Linked DNA regions of Sus scrofa: region 1 is linked to region 2. Evidence: chromatin contacts called from public HiChIP or PLAC-seq data. All regions are on one chromosome and are shown on one strand. The core of a region is the stretch at or near the end of the contact, and the rest is flanking DNA. Distances in the headings are between cores, read along the strand shown. Region 1 overlaps LOC102160869 (atherin-like). Region 2 holds the start of CAMK2G (calcium/calmodulin dependent protein kinase II gamma).

Region 1 (6,746 bases), core at 671-3,170, 55 kb after region 2:
ATTTAGAGTTCTTCCCTCAATTTACTTCTTTCCTCTCATATATATATTTGGCCACACCCACTGCAAACAGAAGTTTCCGGACGAGAGATTGAACCCTAGCCACAGCAGCAACCTGAGCCACTACAGTGATAATGCTGGATCCTTAACCCACTGAGGCACACAGGAATTCCATCACATTTTACTGTAAAGATCAAACGTAAACTACGTTATACCTTTAACACTTTGGTTGGAACTCTCCTAAGCTAAATATCCAAGTTCATGCCTCATTAGTTCTGTTTTACATAGAACTATAGGATACAATGTAGCTAAGTTTTCTGCCATTATATAGCAAAGACCACCCCCCTCTTGTTTCCAAAAAATAAAAAATAAAATTCCTCATTTCCAGGCCCTCACCAGCTGCATCTTCAATGTCCATATTTTTTACCAACATTTTGTTTATGATTTATATATTAACTAAAACAATATAAATTTTCTCTACCGTGTTCTTCACTTCCTTCTTATCCTTTACCAGTAGAGTTTTTAACACCCAAATAGTTCTACTAACAGGCTGTTCAAGGCAACTTAGGCTTTTTCTATCATTCTTCTAAAAATTCTTGGGAGTTCCCATCGTGGTGCAGTGGTTAATGAATCCAACTAGGAACCATGAGGTTGCGGGTTCAATCCCTGCCCTTGCTCAGTGCGCTGAAAATCCGGCGTTGCCGTGAGCTGTGGTGTAGGTCGCAGACGCGGCTTGGATCTTTCGTTGCTGTGGCTCTGGCGTAGGCTGGCAGCTACAGCTCCGATTAGACCCCGCGGCATGTGGAGCAGCCCAAGAGATGGCAAAAAGACAAAAAAAAAAAAAAAAAAAAAAAAAAAAAAAAAAAAAAAAATTCTTCCATTTATCTCCTACTGCCTAATTCCAAAGCCACTTGGTTTTTAAGGTATTTGTTACACTAGCATCCTATTCCTGGTACCAAAATCTGCATTAGTTCCAATGGTTGCTTAACTAAGGACCATAAACTTAGCGGCTTCAAATAATAGAAATGTATTATCTTACAGTTCAATAGGTCAAAAGTCCAAAATGAAACAGCAGGCTCTATACAGAATCTGTTTCTATGCCTTTCCCAGCTTCTAAAGGCTGCCCATATTCCCTGACTTGTGGTTTCATATCTCTCTCATCTCTGCTTCTTTCATGACATCCCTTCCTCTCTCTCTGGTCCTTCTATTTCCCTCTTACAAGGACCTTCACGACTATATTGGGTCCCCCTGGATAATTAAGGACAATCTCCCCGTCTTGAGATCTCTAATTTAATCATTTCTGCAAAGTCTCCTTTGCCATGTGAGATAACATACTCATAAATCCCAGGGATTAAGACACAGACAGCTTTGGGAGGCCACTATTTAGCCTACTATACTTAGCATAACTTAATGTGAGAGGAAACTGTTGCCTCAGGGACAGTGAAAGTCAAGCAGAGGTGAAGTTTCCCAGTCTGGAGTCCAGCCTCTTCCAGGGTTGAGGTGGTCACATCTGGCTAGCTCCAGGCAGACCCTGGCTTAGATATTTCATCAGTCACTGAGGCTTCCTTGGGATCAACATACTTACTGGTGTTCCTCAGGCCCTGGCCTTTCTCCTCAACTCAGAGAGAGGAGAAGGGAAGTAACATTTGTTGTGGACCCACCAAGTGCCTGGGACTTAGACACGCAAAGAGGCCCTGGATTCTTGACTCTATACCCTAAGCCCTTGCCCCGGCCTGGGACTCCAAAGAGAATCACAGAGCAGCAGGGATTCTTAGTATCCACCATCAGACTTGCAGTGGTCCCTGAAATCCCCAGTGGCTAATCTCCTTCCGGGGCAGGCAAATGTGTCATATTGGCCAGCACCTCTCCCTCCCTGGCACCTGTGTGTGACTCAGCCCCCCAGGTAGAGCCCAACCCAATGGGAAGTGACTAAGCATTGAACTTTGCTTCCTCTTATTGGGGAGAGAGGAGGAAGCCTGAAATTGGACCTGACCCTCCCCCTCATTCAGATTTCTCAAGATAGTGAGAGGGTGAGGCTTTGCAGGGGACTGCGTCAGAGGAGGTCCCCTAGAGCATTCCTATACTTCTGCTTTAACTGTGTGTGCGTGTGCGCGCGTGCACATGTGTGCGCATGTGCATACACTTTAGGAGATTCAGGAGTGGTGGGCATGCTGGGATCGATGAGATTTTCCCACTTTCTACCTTGCTACCTTTGAGGAGAATCAAAAGTATGTTTCCTGCCCCAGTAAGTCAATTTTCTTGAGTAGGAAAGTGGAATTTGGTTAATTGAGAGGACACTTACTGATTGCTCAGACTGAGTCCGAGTAGCTCTAAATTACAAAGGCTCTGTTTAAAATACAGAGTTGGGAGTTCCCGTCATGGCTCAGTGGTTAACAAACTGGACTAGTATCTCGGAGGACATGGGTTCGAGCTCCGGCCCTGCTCAGTGGGTTAACGATCCGGCATTTCTGTGAGTTGTGGTATAGGCCGGCAGCTGCAGCTCTGATTCAACCCCTAGCCTAGGAACCTCCACATGCCATAGCAAAAAAAGTAAATAAATAAAATGCATAGTTGGACATCTCTGAGAGATTGTCTATAGGAAGGGAAACTGGGTGGTTGGAGGGAAGGAAAGGGAGCCTTACTCTTCTTTGATAAATTTTAAATTTTATTCCATTTGGAAGTACTCCCTATTTAAACAGAAGGAGTAATACATGGTTGCCAAGGGGGATGAGGGAGGGAGTGGGGTGAGAGTTTGGGCTTAGTAGATGCAAACTCCCTTAGAATGGATAAGCAATGAGGTTCTATTGTACAGCACAGGGAACTATATCCAGTCTCTTGGGACAGACCATAACGGAAGATAATATAGAAAGGGAATGTGTGTGTGTGTGTATATACACATATAACTGTTAAATTTTATTCCATGTGCAAGTACTCCCTGTTCAAACAGAAGGAATAATACATGGGTGTGTGTGTGTGTGTGTGTGTGTGTGTGTGTGTGTGTGTGTATAGGTCAAATGACTGGGTCATTTTGATATACAGCAGAAACTGGCAGAGCATTGTAAACCACACACAGTAAAAATTTTTTAAAAGAACAATACATGGAGTTCCTGTCGTGGCTCAGTGGTTAACGAATCCAACTAGGAACGATGAGGTTGTGGGTTTGATCCCAGGCCTTGCTCAGTGGGTTAAGGATCCAGCATTGCTGTGAGCTGTGGTGTAGGTCGCAGATGTGGCTCGGATCCTGAGTTGCTATGGCTGTGGTGTAGGCCAGAGGCTACAGCTCCAATTAGACCCCTAGCCTGGGAACCTCCATATGCCGCAGGAGCAGCCCTAGAAAAGGCAAAAAAAAACACACAAAAAAATAAAATAAAAATAAATAAATAAATAAAAGAACAATACATGATTACCTGGGAAGGAAGAGAAAATGAGACTCCTTTTCCACATTAGTGCTAAACAATTCACGACGTTAGTCACAAACTGGACAAACATTATGGAGTTCCTGTTGGATGTCAGGCACTGTAGTAGGTTCTAGAAACTCTGCAGAGAGCAACACAGCATCCCTTGCTTCAAAGAGATCCCAGTCAGGAGAGCGACTGAGACAGGGAACCAGGCAATGACTAGACGGTGTCTGAAGTGCGATGTCAGGGAAGCTGCCAAAGAGACTCCTCTGCCCAGAATCATGGACCTGGAGCTGTCCAAGCTGAGACATGAATGATACACAGGAGTTATCCAGGAGAGAAGAGAGAGCCAGGCATAGGGAACAACACAAGTACAAAGATTTGAAGGGGCCGTAAAAAACTTGGCTGCTTCCCTGGAATTACAAGCACTTGATATGTCTGGAATGGGGAGTTTGAAGGGGGGATTGGAGAAATGAAGCTGGAGAGGTAAAGTCAGATCTTGAAGTGTTTCATAAGTGAGTTTAAGGTCAGTTTGGAGTCACCCGAAAGCAGGTGTGGAGCACCGAGAAACAAGGGTTAATAAAAACCCACAGGTATTGGGATGCTCTTTTGTAACAAAATCATGATAATCTTTTTACATAAGTTTCTTCATTTAATCCTCCCAACAAGTCTGAGATATTTACTATAATTTTTTTCTCTATTTTCTGGATGAGGAAACTAGGGCTTAGAGAGGTTAAATACAGTGGGAGGTATTACAGGGTCACACAGGAAACAGTATATCTATACAGTATATCTATAGATATATATATGTAGGCACACAGCTAGCCCAGGGCAGAGCTGAGGTCTCTATGAGGCGCTTAGCCTGCCACGCTACATCCTCATTCAGTTAGAGCAGAGGTTCTTAACAGGGAGTGGTGGTTTTGCCCTTCAGAAGACATTTGGAAATATCTGGAAACATTCTTGGTTGTTACAACTGAAGGATGCTACTGGCATCTAGTAGGTCACTAACATCCTGCAAAGGACAGTCACGGCAAAGAATGATCTGCTCCCAAACGTCAATAATGCCAAGGCTGAGAAATTCTGAGATACAGAATGTGTTGCAGAGGGGTGACACAGGCTGGTTGCCAGAGGGTGAGCCTGAGAGTTTAAAAAAACATTCTTTTTTAAAAAGGCCTTGTATGCCACGGGAGCGGCCCAAGAAATAGCAGCAACAACAACAACAACAACAAAAGACAAAAGACAAAAAAAAAAAAAAAGACCTTGTATATACTGTATTTACAGCAGTAAGAAGCAGGGGTCAGATGCAACAAAGCCCATGATGGTTCTAGCACATCATTTTCCCACTATGTTCTTGCTACTCACAAGCACCAGCTTTAAGAGCTTAGAGAAAACCGATAATGAATTACTCTAGAGTTACCCAGAGTCCACTCTGAAGTGTTTCCTGCCACATAATAGAGCAGGACTGTCAAGGGGCACTAGCCAAGATGACCACCTACTCACAAGCATATCCTGACAGGCCAGAGCTCCCAGCTGTCAGGACTTGACATGGTACTTGAGCCCAACATTCTTGGTCGATGTATAATTTTAACAAATGACAACATGTGGCAGCCAAGAGACCAGAGACACAAGAAGTACCCTGGACACGCTTACTGACAAAATCTGCTATTGTCACAAGTCCCCTAGCATCCCTTCTATTTGGGTCAAGAGATGGCTTTAGGTTGGCTAGCTGCCTGCTCACTGATTTAACACACTGGCCCAGAGCAGCTCTCTCTTGTCTTTCTTTCTTTCTTTTCTTTTCTTTTTTAAGCATTTTTCCCCTTTAGGCCACTCCTGTGGTACGCAGAAGTTCCCAGGCCAGGGATTGAACCTGCCCCACAGCAGCAACCCTAGCCACTGCAGTGACAACACTTTATCCTTAACCTGCTATGTCACAAGAGAACTCCTCACTTGTCTTTCTACCTGTAAACTCCAGACTCCTAGAAAGTGGGTCTTTATAGGAGGGATGAGGCAAAACATTGCCTTCGTGTCCAGGATGCTTTGTGTTGGGTACTTGGACACCTGAGTGCTTTATTATTTTTTTATAATAATTTTTTTTTTTTTTTTTTGTCTTTTTGTCTTTTTTTGTTGTTGTTGTTGCTATTTCTTGGGCTGCTCCCGCGGCATATGGAGGTTCCCAGGCTAGGGGTTGAATTGGAGCTGTAGCCACCGGCCTACACCAGAGCCACAGCAACGCGGGATCCGAGCCGCGTCTGCGACCTACACCACAGCTCACGGCAACGCCGGATCGTTAACCCACTGAGCAAGGGCAGGGACCGAACCCGCAACCTCATGGTTCCTAGTCGGATTCGTTAACCACTGCGCCACAACGGGAACTCCCTTTATAATAATTTTTATTTTTTTCCATTATAGGTGGTTTACAGTGCTCTGTCAATTTTCTACTATACAGCAAGGTGACCCAGTTACACATACACATATACATTCTTTTTTCTCACATTATCATGCTCCATCATAAATGACTACACAAAGTTCCCAGTGCTACACAGCAGGATCTCATTGCTTATCCATTCCAAAGGTAATAGTTTGCATCTATTAACCCCAAATTCCCAATCCATCCCACTCCCTTCCCCCCCCCACCTTGGCAACCACGAGTCTGTTCTCCATGTCCATGATTTTCTTTTCCATGGAAAGGTTTATTTGTGCCATATATATTAGATTCCAGATATAAGTGAAATTGTATGGTATTTGTTTTCTCTTTCTGACTTATTTCACTTAGTATGAGAGTCTCCAGTCCATCCATATTGCTGCAAATGGCATTATTTTGTTCTTTTTTATGGCTGAGTAGTTCCTGAGTGCTTTAGATCCCGCATACCTCGGTTCCAATCTTTACCTGAACTTTTATTTTTATTTTTATTTTTTTGCATTTTAGGGCTGAAACCACAGTATATGGGAGTTTCCAGGCTAGGAATCAAATCAGAGCTACAGTTGCTGGCCTACTCCACAGCCATGGCGACTCGGGATCCAAGTCACATCTGCGACATACATTCTAGCTCATAGCAATGCTGGCTCCTTAACTCACTGAGCAAGGCCAGGGATCGAACCTCCATCCTCATGGATACTAGTTGGATTCGTTTCTGCTGAGCCACAACAGGAACTCCATACCTGAACTTTTAACTGTTTCCCTTCTTGTTCTTGTCTGGCCCTGTGGTTTGACTCTTGACAGATGTGTTTGTCCTAATTGGGTTTTCCAGCAGGCCTTGTCCCTGTTCCAGGCCTGCATGAGTCATCAAAGTCTTTCCTCTGTCTTCCCTCTTACAGCTTTTTATCTTCCCACAGTCTTAGCCTTGAGAGTAA
Region 2 (7,297 bases), core at 2,727-5,226:
GATCCTTGTGGAGGACCCTGGTGGGCCCAGCACACTCCCAGACACAGAAATCCAACACCTACGGATCCCTAGACAGACAGACAGCGATGAGTGAAACCCAGTCCTAGCTGCTGCACCTTTATAAAATATACAGCGTAAACTGAGAGGCTGCAAGGAAGCCACGGCCTTCACTTCCTAACCCCATGGGCATCAGCCTAGTGGGCACCCTGGCCCAACCCTCCCCAGGAGCTCACATCCCCCACACCCACATGTACAGCACAGCCCCCAGACTGCTCCCTCCATCTCCAAGACAACACCTTCCCACTCTCCCAACCTCCCAACAGTACTGGCACTTCCACACTCCTGACCTCTCTTGTTGGCATCTGTGCCTATCAGCCAGGACCAGGCCTCTGTCCCAAAGTTAACTTGGCACAGAGGCCACAGAACAGAACTCCAGTTTTGGCATAACCATCTCAAGAGAGGGGGAGCTGCTTGCTGCCTGAGGCATAGGATCTTATACAAGAATCTTCTTCTTGAGAAAAAAAAATCAAAGAGAAATGAAACCTCATCCAGTTTGAGCAGGAAAAGAAAGACAACAGCTGGGAAAGATGGGACAAGGTTGAAAGAAGGTGAGGTCTGGAAAGGGACAGGATCACACAGGTTAGGGAAGTTCAGATGGGTGGAGAAAGAGTAGAAAATGACAGCCCAAGGCAGGCAGCTCCACAAAGTCACCACACCAGCTATCCTCATCTCAGAGTTCAGCTCCCAGCTGTCCTCCCTCCCTTGCCCCTGGGTCAGAGGACACTGGTGAGATGAGGAAAGCAAAGCATTGCATCATTAACTGAAGACATCAGACACCAACCAACCCCATTTCTGATGCACCAGGGCTATGCTGTGTGGGCACAGGGAAGTATCCATTCTCAAACTGTCGTCCCTGCCTGCACCCTGCATCCTTGGCCAAAGGATGTCTGCCAAAGAGCCCAGCCCACCACACTGTTCCCCCACCCCATGGGAGGAGGGCATCTGACTGCCCACATATCTCTATGGCAACCATCGCCTCCAACTCAAGGTACCCAGAGAGAAAGAAAACAAATAAGTCAACTTAATAGCCAATGTAAAGGAACAGTGAGAGATGGGGGCTGGGAGGGAGGCAGCAAGACAACCCCTGCTTGTGGGGATGGAGAGGCCCGCCTAGCCAGGAGGCAGACAGAGCCTGCTAAACAGGTCCCGGAATCATTGACAATATGACAGAAGCCCACTGTCATTTATAGCTTCTCCAATGCTTAGGGACATCTATTGTATCTCTTAACCCAGAGACGCCCAGATCATTACTAGCCATGGCCCATATCTTCCTCATGGCATCCGTCCTGGCTCCTAATATACTTACGGCATCCTATTGCCTGCTCTTAATTCTTTTCTCTGAGTCTCATAACCTTTGTCCCCGTGCTGCACCCTGCAGCCCTTGATGACCTGACCCATCCACATACCTCCATGCTCACCACACCTGTTCACAGAGCACTCCACACACTGATAGGTCTATACCTATCAGATGAGGTGACTTTGGCAAGCACCCAAAAACAAGGTGCAGGGAGTGTAGGTTCAAGGTGTGAAAGACAGGGCCTGACCCTCCCAGCCTAGGTACTTGGGAGGATCTCACAAGCCAGGCTCTCAGGCCTGACTTCACAATCCTCAAATCCCGAGGCCATGCTGCTCCCACCCAGACCAGCCCACTGAGATTTCCAGATCATGAGGCATCACCCTCCACCCAGGACAGACTGCATCTGCTGCTGCACCACCAACTTTGTAATTTGATCAAAAAAGCAATCAAGTTCATCTGGCAGGATTTGTTCCCGAGAAGCCCTCGCCAGAAGCAGCCTCCCCTGATGTTTACAGATTCCCTTCCCTTGGGAGTCTGTTCTGCCGCCTGGTGGGCAAGGGGAGGCTGGCTTTGTCAGAGCTGTTCACTTACTGCATTTCCATCTTAAGTCACCAGTGGGGCACAGGGACTAGGACAGGTCTGGAGTGACTACCACTGACCCAAATACAGAGACTCCAAATGCCCCAAATGTAAAGCTCTCCATGCAAAGCCACCTACCACTCCCCTTATCCTCTCCCTCCATAAAAACCAAACTCATTTGAGCCTTCAGGCACCATTTTCCCCTAAAGAAAGCTACATCTCTTACATCTTCATTCTCTTCTACTTGGTCTCCATACAACTTCTTGTCTGGTTTCAAAGTCTACCCACCCCGAAATACCAACTCTTCTCCAAGTGCTAAAACACACAATCCCCAACTCCTGGAGCATCTTTAGAAGAATCCATAACCCTTGGAGGCACCCCAGGGAGAGGCCAAGATGGGGAATACTCACCCCGGGCAGATAACTTCTTGGTATTGATGATTTTTGCTGCATATTCCTGCGTGGAGGTTTTCTTCACACACCTGCGGACCACAGAGAAAGCACCCCTGGAGGGAGAAGAGGGAAAGAACTGGGACACGGAGCAGAGCAGAGAGACACAAACACACTTCAGATCTGAGGACAGCTTTGCTCCCATCACCAGACTTTAGTCAAAATAACACACACACACATCAGCATAGTGACTATCACCATGGGTGGTGACTATCACCAACCAACATGGGGCAGAAGGATGTGGCCTCTGTGGGACACTCCACAAATGTGGGTGGAGGACCACCCTACTCTCATGCCCACATCTAGCCGCTGGGCAAAGCAACAGCCCTAACCTCAGGCTGTGCGTCAAGAGCTGGTGGGAGATGCATAAAACACACACCTGCTGCTTCTCAGACAGCCCTGCAGTCCCAGCCAACAGAACCCGGAGAAGGGAAGAGACCCTGCCCTTTTCTCAGCAGAACAGTCGAGGGTAGGAGAAGAGATTAATTAAAAGAGGGTATAATCCCCTGAGAGAGAAATCTTCCTCAACCATGGGGGAAGGTGAGGAAAGTGAGGCTCAAATCCCCCTCAACCGGCTTCACCCCACTGCGTTTACCGGCTCAACAGACAGCAGGGAAAGAGGGAGTCCAGCTGTGGGTTTCAGACATCAACAGCTCCCCTTCCCCATGACATTTCCCTCTATGTCCCCCCTCCCCCGAATAGGAGCTCGCACTCTCCAGCTCTGGAAACGTCTAGGGGGGCGGGCAGGGCGGGGGCTGCAGTGGCCGGGCTCGGAGCCGCGGGGTGGGGTGGGGGGGGACCGGGGCTGCTGCAGCGGCCAGCTCAGTGCGGAGGGGAGGGGGATGCTGCGGCTGCGGCGCGCGGCTCCCGGGACCACTGCAGGGATTGGGGGAGGGGACTGGGGTGCTGCAGCACTGCCCAGCAGCGGGGCTGGGATCCTGGAAGCGGCAACAGCCGGGGGCGGGGCTGGGCACCAAACATCCCCCCACACTCCGGCACCGCAGCAGGGTTAGAGCTGCAGGGCCGGGGAGGGTCCTGAGCGCCAGGCGAGTGGAACATGGGACAGGATGCTGAGTGAGCTCGTGAACAGGGTGGGGAGGGGGCAGTGAGCAGGCGGGGTCGGGATGTGGGGTGCCTGAAGGGTGAGGGAGGGGCGGGGCTGGAGGGCGCCCAGGAGCGGTCCAGGGGCTGCAGTCTCCGCGGCAGCGCGGGGTGCAGCAGCCCGGGCAGCTGCTGCTGCAGGGCGCGGAGGGGACTGCGGGGCAAGGAGCTGGGGGCGAAGGGGCCCCCAGAGGCGGCTGGCGGGAAAGGCTGGGGGTGGGGCAGGCCGAGGGGGCGCTGCAGCGGCCGGTGCAGGGCGGGGGGGCGGGGCGAGGAGCCGCATAGCGCCCGGGCGGCTAGAGCAGGGTGGGGGGCCCCGGCCGGCGGCGGGCGGACCGTACTTGCCGAGCTCCTCGAAGAGCTGGTAGTCGTCGGTGAAGCGGGTGCAGGTGGCGGTGGTGGCCATGCTGGCGGGCGGGCGGACGCGGCGGTGCAGCCCGCGCCGACGTCGGTGCACAGTCACCGCCGCCCGGCCGAGGGAGCAAGAGGAGGAGACGGGGCTGAGCCCGGCAGCACCGCGAGACTTTACCGGGGAGAGCGAGGGAGGGAGGAACACCCCCGCGCCGCCCGCCCGCCCCGCCCCCAGCCCCGCCGGCCCCCCGCCCGGCCCCCGGACCGCCCCCGGGGAGGGGCCTCCCGCCGCGGGCCCCGCCCCGCCCAGGGAGCAGCCGGAGCTGGGCTGTGATCGCTGGGGAGTAAAGGGGATCGCGGGGCGGGGGTCTCAGTCCTGGGCTACCTACCCAGGCGGGGCTGAAAGGTTCGCGACCTGTGGGCTAGTCCCAGGGCAGACCCTACAAGTGCTCAGAATGTGCGTGCGAGTGTGTGTGTGTTGGGAGTATGCAGAGGTCTGGCCCATTGAGTTCTCTGGCGGGTCGCTACGCACGGGTCCTAAGCCCCGAGTCCGGCTCACACCATGTGGGGAGAGAGCCAAGGTCAAAAAGCAGGTTTTAGACAGCACACTCACGAAGCGCCCCCAGTCTGTGCAGAGCCAGCTCTCAGCTGCCTTCCCTCGGGAAGCTGACAGTCTAGACTTGTGTAAGCATCAAGGCCATTATTAGATAAAACCTTTCAGGCACGGTTTGTTCAGGGAGACCAGGCCAGAGCCAAGGATGCAAGTGGAACTCTGCCTTCCTGCACTCCAGTCTTAGAGAAGAGAGAATGTTCTCTCCTGCCAGCAATGAAAGGGATGAAGTGGGAACCATGTAGAAAAGGTTTTGTGTGCTGTGGGCTAGAAGAGCAGGTGGAAGGAAGGAGAAAATAGCCCCATTTTTTTGCAAGCACCCTTTATTTTTATTTTATGGCACTCATCACATTGTGTAATGATATGTTTACTGCTGTGAGAGGCAGTAGAGCTAGAGCATGGCTGTCTGAGGGAACTCTGGGGTAAGACTGCCTGGCTTGGATTCCTGGGCAACTCACTGATCAGCTATGTGACATTAGAAAAGTCACTTTCTAATTTGCTTCAGTTACCTTATCTGAAAACTGATAATAAAGAATAATAGTAACTAACTACCTCACAGAGTTTGGAGTATTAAAAGGACTAAATCACATAAAGTACTTAGAATAGTACCTGATACCTAATTAGAACAGTGGTAGCTATTTGTTTAATATTTGCTGTCTCACTGAATTGTAATAGGGCAGGGCCTCTGCCTCCTTCACCACTGTATACTTAGATCCAGACCCTCAGTAAATATTTGTGAATGAGGCTACTTTTTGGGGCTCTGGCAGGAGTTACCATCCCTTTCTCTTTCCCCATTGTCAGAGGATGGTAGGACTGAGGCACATAACTGTCTTAGTGGAGGAGAAACAGGCTGGGCAGGTTCCTGACCTGCCCGGGCAGCTGTACCCCAAGTCAGAGGCCAGCTCCTGCTGGGCAGGGCAGAGCTCAGCTCAATGCTGCAGCTCAGTCTGAATTACAGGGGACTCCCCCTGGGAGTCAGGCATCCCAGTTGACAGGCTGGATCACCCAGAGCAGACAACTGAGAGGCTGAGAGGCATCCTAGCCTCCTCCTAGGCTGCTTCCCTGAGGGGGTGGGTGGAGCAAAGCTCCCCTGGAGGGTTCCTCTCTTCTCACCCAGCTGCCCTTGGAGCTGGTCTGAGAACCAGACTGCCCAGTGGAGGCAATTAAAGGGATATGAGAGGTAAAGCACTAACTGATTGCCTGGGAGGAGGGTAGAGGGCAGAAGAAAAGGGTTGAGGTGACAATATCATGCCCCACCCCTTCCCAGGGCAACAGGAAATAAAGCGCTGGGGAGTAGGGCCACTTCCTATCTTGAAGCACCTGGGTAAGGGCCTGGTTCCAAGTCCCAGTGTGTGGCAGGGCAATGAGATTGTGTACATGAGGATGACAGTAAATCATCCACATTAAGGGCAGAAGCAATGGCCAGCCTTCATGTCTGCACTCCAGTAACAGGGCCTGCATATTAGTTAGTCATCAATGTGCCCTTCCTGAGCCCTCAAGGCAACTTGGTTCCTGACCTCCAGATGCTGAAACTTTATATTCACTAATGTAAGGTGGAGTGAGAAGATACAGAGAGGTCAGAACAAGCAGAGACCAGGGCTGCCGTGGAGGGCCCTAGGCTGTCCCAGGGGAAAACAGAAAAAACAGGACTACAACCCTGACCTGTTCCCAACTGAGAGTAAGAGTTTTACCACCTCACCTCTCAGGAAGTTCCTGTGTGGGGCAGCAGGTTACGGATCTGGTGTTGCCAAGGCTGTGACGCAGGTCACAGCTGCTGCACAGGTTTGATCCCTGGCCCAGGAACTTCCACATGTCTCGCCTGCAGCCAGACCACCCCTTGACCCCAAATAACCAAAAACAAGTACTACCTCACTCCCCCCCGACTCCTGCCACTCTCATCAGCTCAGACTCCAATGTGGCCACAGTGGCCATTTGGAGCCTACAGATACCTTTGTGTGTACACACAAACACACCCTGACAGATACCCTCCTTGATCCCCATAGCTGTAGCACCCACACAACCTCCAGCCACCCCACAGCAATTACCGGAAGCCTACATATAAATAATAACAAGTTCACCAGCTTCCTGCGCATCAGTATCTATGGTAACCTCCCAGGGTCCGAGAGTTTCGATGTTCTGGTACAGCCAGCCCCTGGGGAGCACCAGCACTCAGGCCATGCCCATAGTGCAGGGAACAGGGAATTACACAGGACGTGGATGCCCTGATAATCACCAGAGGGGCCTCACTAGGTGGACGCTTCCGTCATTCTGCTGATCTTTCTCCTGGAAGGCTCTGAAAATTACACCATGAGTCTGCCCCCGAATGAAAGACGCTTCCCTCCCTGATTTTGGAATATAATTTTAGAGTATAAAAGTACTTACTTTTCCGAGTTGAGTGAAATGGAGCAGTTGAAAGTTAGGGTTTCTTTTCACTAAAGTAGAGTTGCTTTACAATATTATGATAGTTTCAGGTATACACCAAAGTGTTTTAGTTATATATATATTTTTTTCCAGATTATTTTCCATTATTGGAGTTCCTGTCGTGGCTCAGTGGTTAACGAATCCAACTAGGGACCATGAGGTTGTGGGTTCGATTCCTGGCCTTGCTCAGTGGGTTAAGGATCTGGCATTGCCGTGAGCTGTGGAGTAGGTCACAGATGTGGCTCGGATCTGGCGTTGCTGTGGCTCTGGTGTAGGCCAGCGGCTACAGCTCAGATTAGACCCCTAGCCTGGGAACCTCCATATGCCAAGGGAGCGGCCCTAGAAATGGCAAAAAGATGAAAAAAAAAAAAAAGAAAAAACATTATTCTCCATTATTATAAGATATTAACTCTAATTCCCTGTGCTATA

The links. HiChIP or PLAC-seq counts read pairs in DNA pulled down with a chosen protein or histone mark.
Region 1: an H3K27ac HiChIP or PLAC-seq map of alveolar macrophages shows a contact between it and region 2. The contact joins the enhancer-like site here to the promoter of CAMK2G in region 2. A contact is called at or near these places in 29 of 47 Hi-C or Micro-C datasets (adipose tissue, alveolar macrophages, blood and 13 more) and 2 of 2 datasets of contacts at active chromatin or transcription factors (alveolar macrophages and skeletal muscle).

Annotation. Positions count from the first base shown.
Region 1 is chr14:76,645,336-76,652,081 of Sscrofa11.1, forward strand. All of the region lies in intron 2 of LOC102160869 (atherin-like), which reads right to left. Among named protein-coding and RNA genes, the nearest start is that of PLAU, 19 kb to the left of the region's middle. Within about 2 kb of position 1,921, at least 6 of the 83 cell types and tissues checked have an H3K27ac peak or open chromatin away from gene starts, as enhancers often do. A contact at or near this core is called in alveolar macrophages, where this site is marked.
Region 2 is chr14:76,588,568-76,595,864 of Sscrofa11.1, forward strand. It overlaps CAMK2G (calcium/calmodulin dependent protein kinase II gamma), which reads right to left and starts at 3,977. Exons shown (of 21, transcript NM_214193.1): 1 at 3,828-3,977; 2 at 2,347-2,441. The coding sequence starts at 3,892.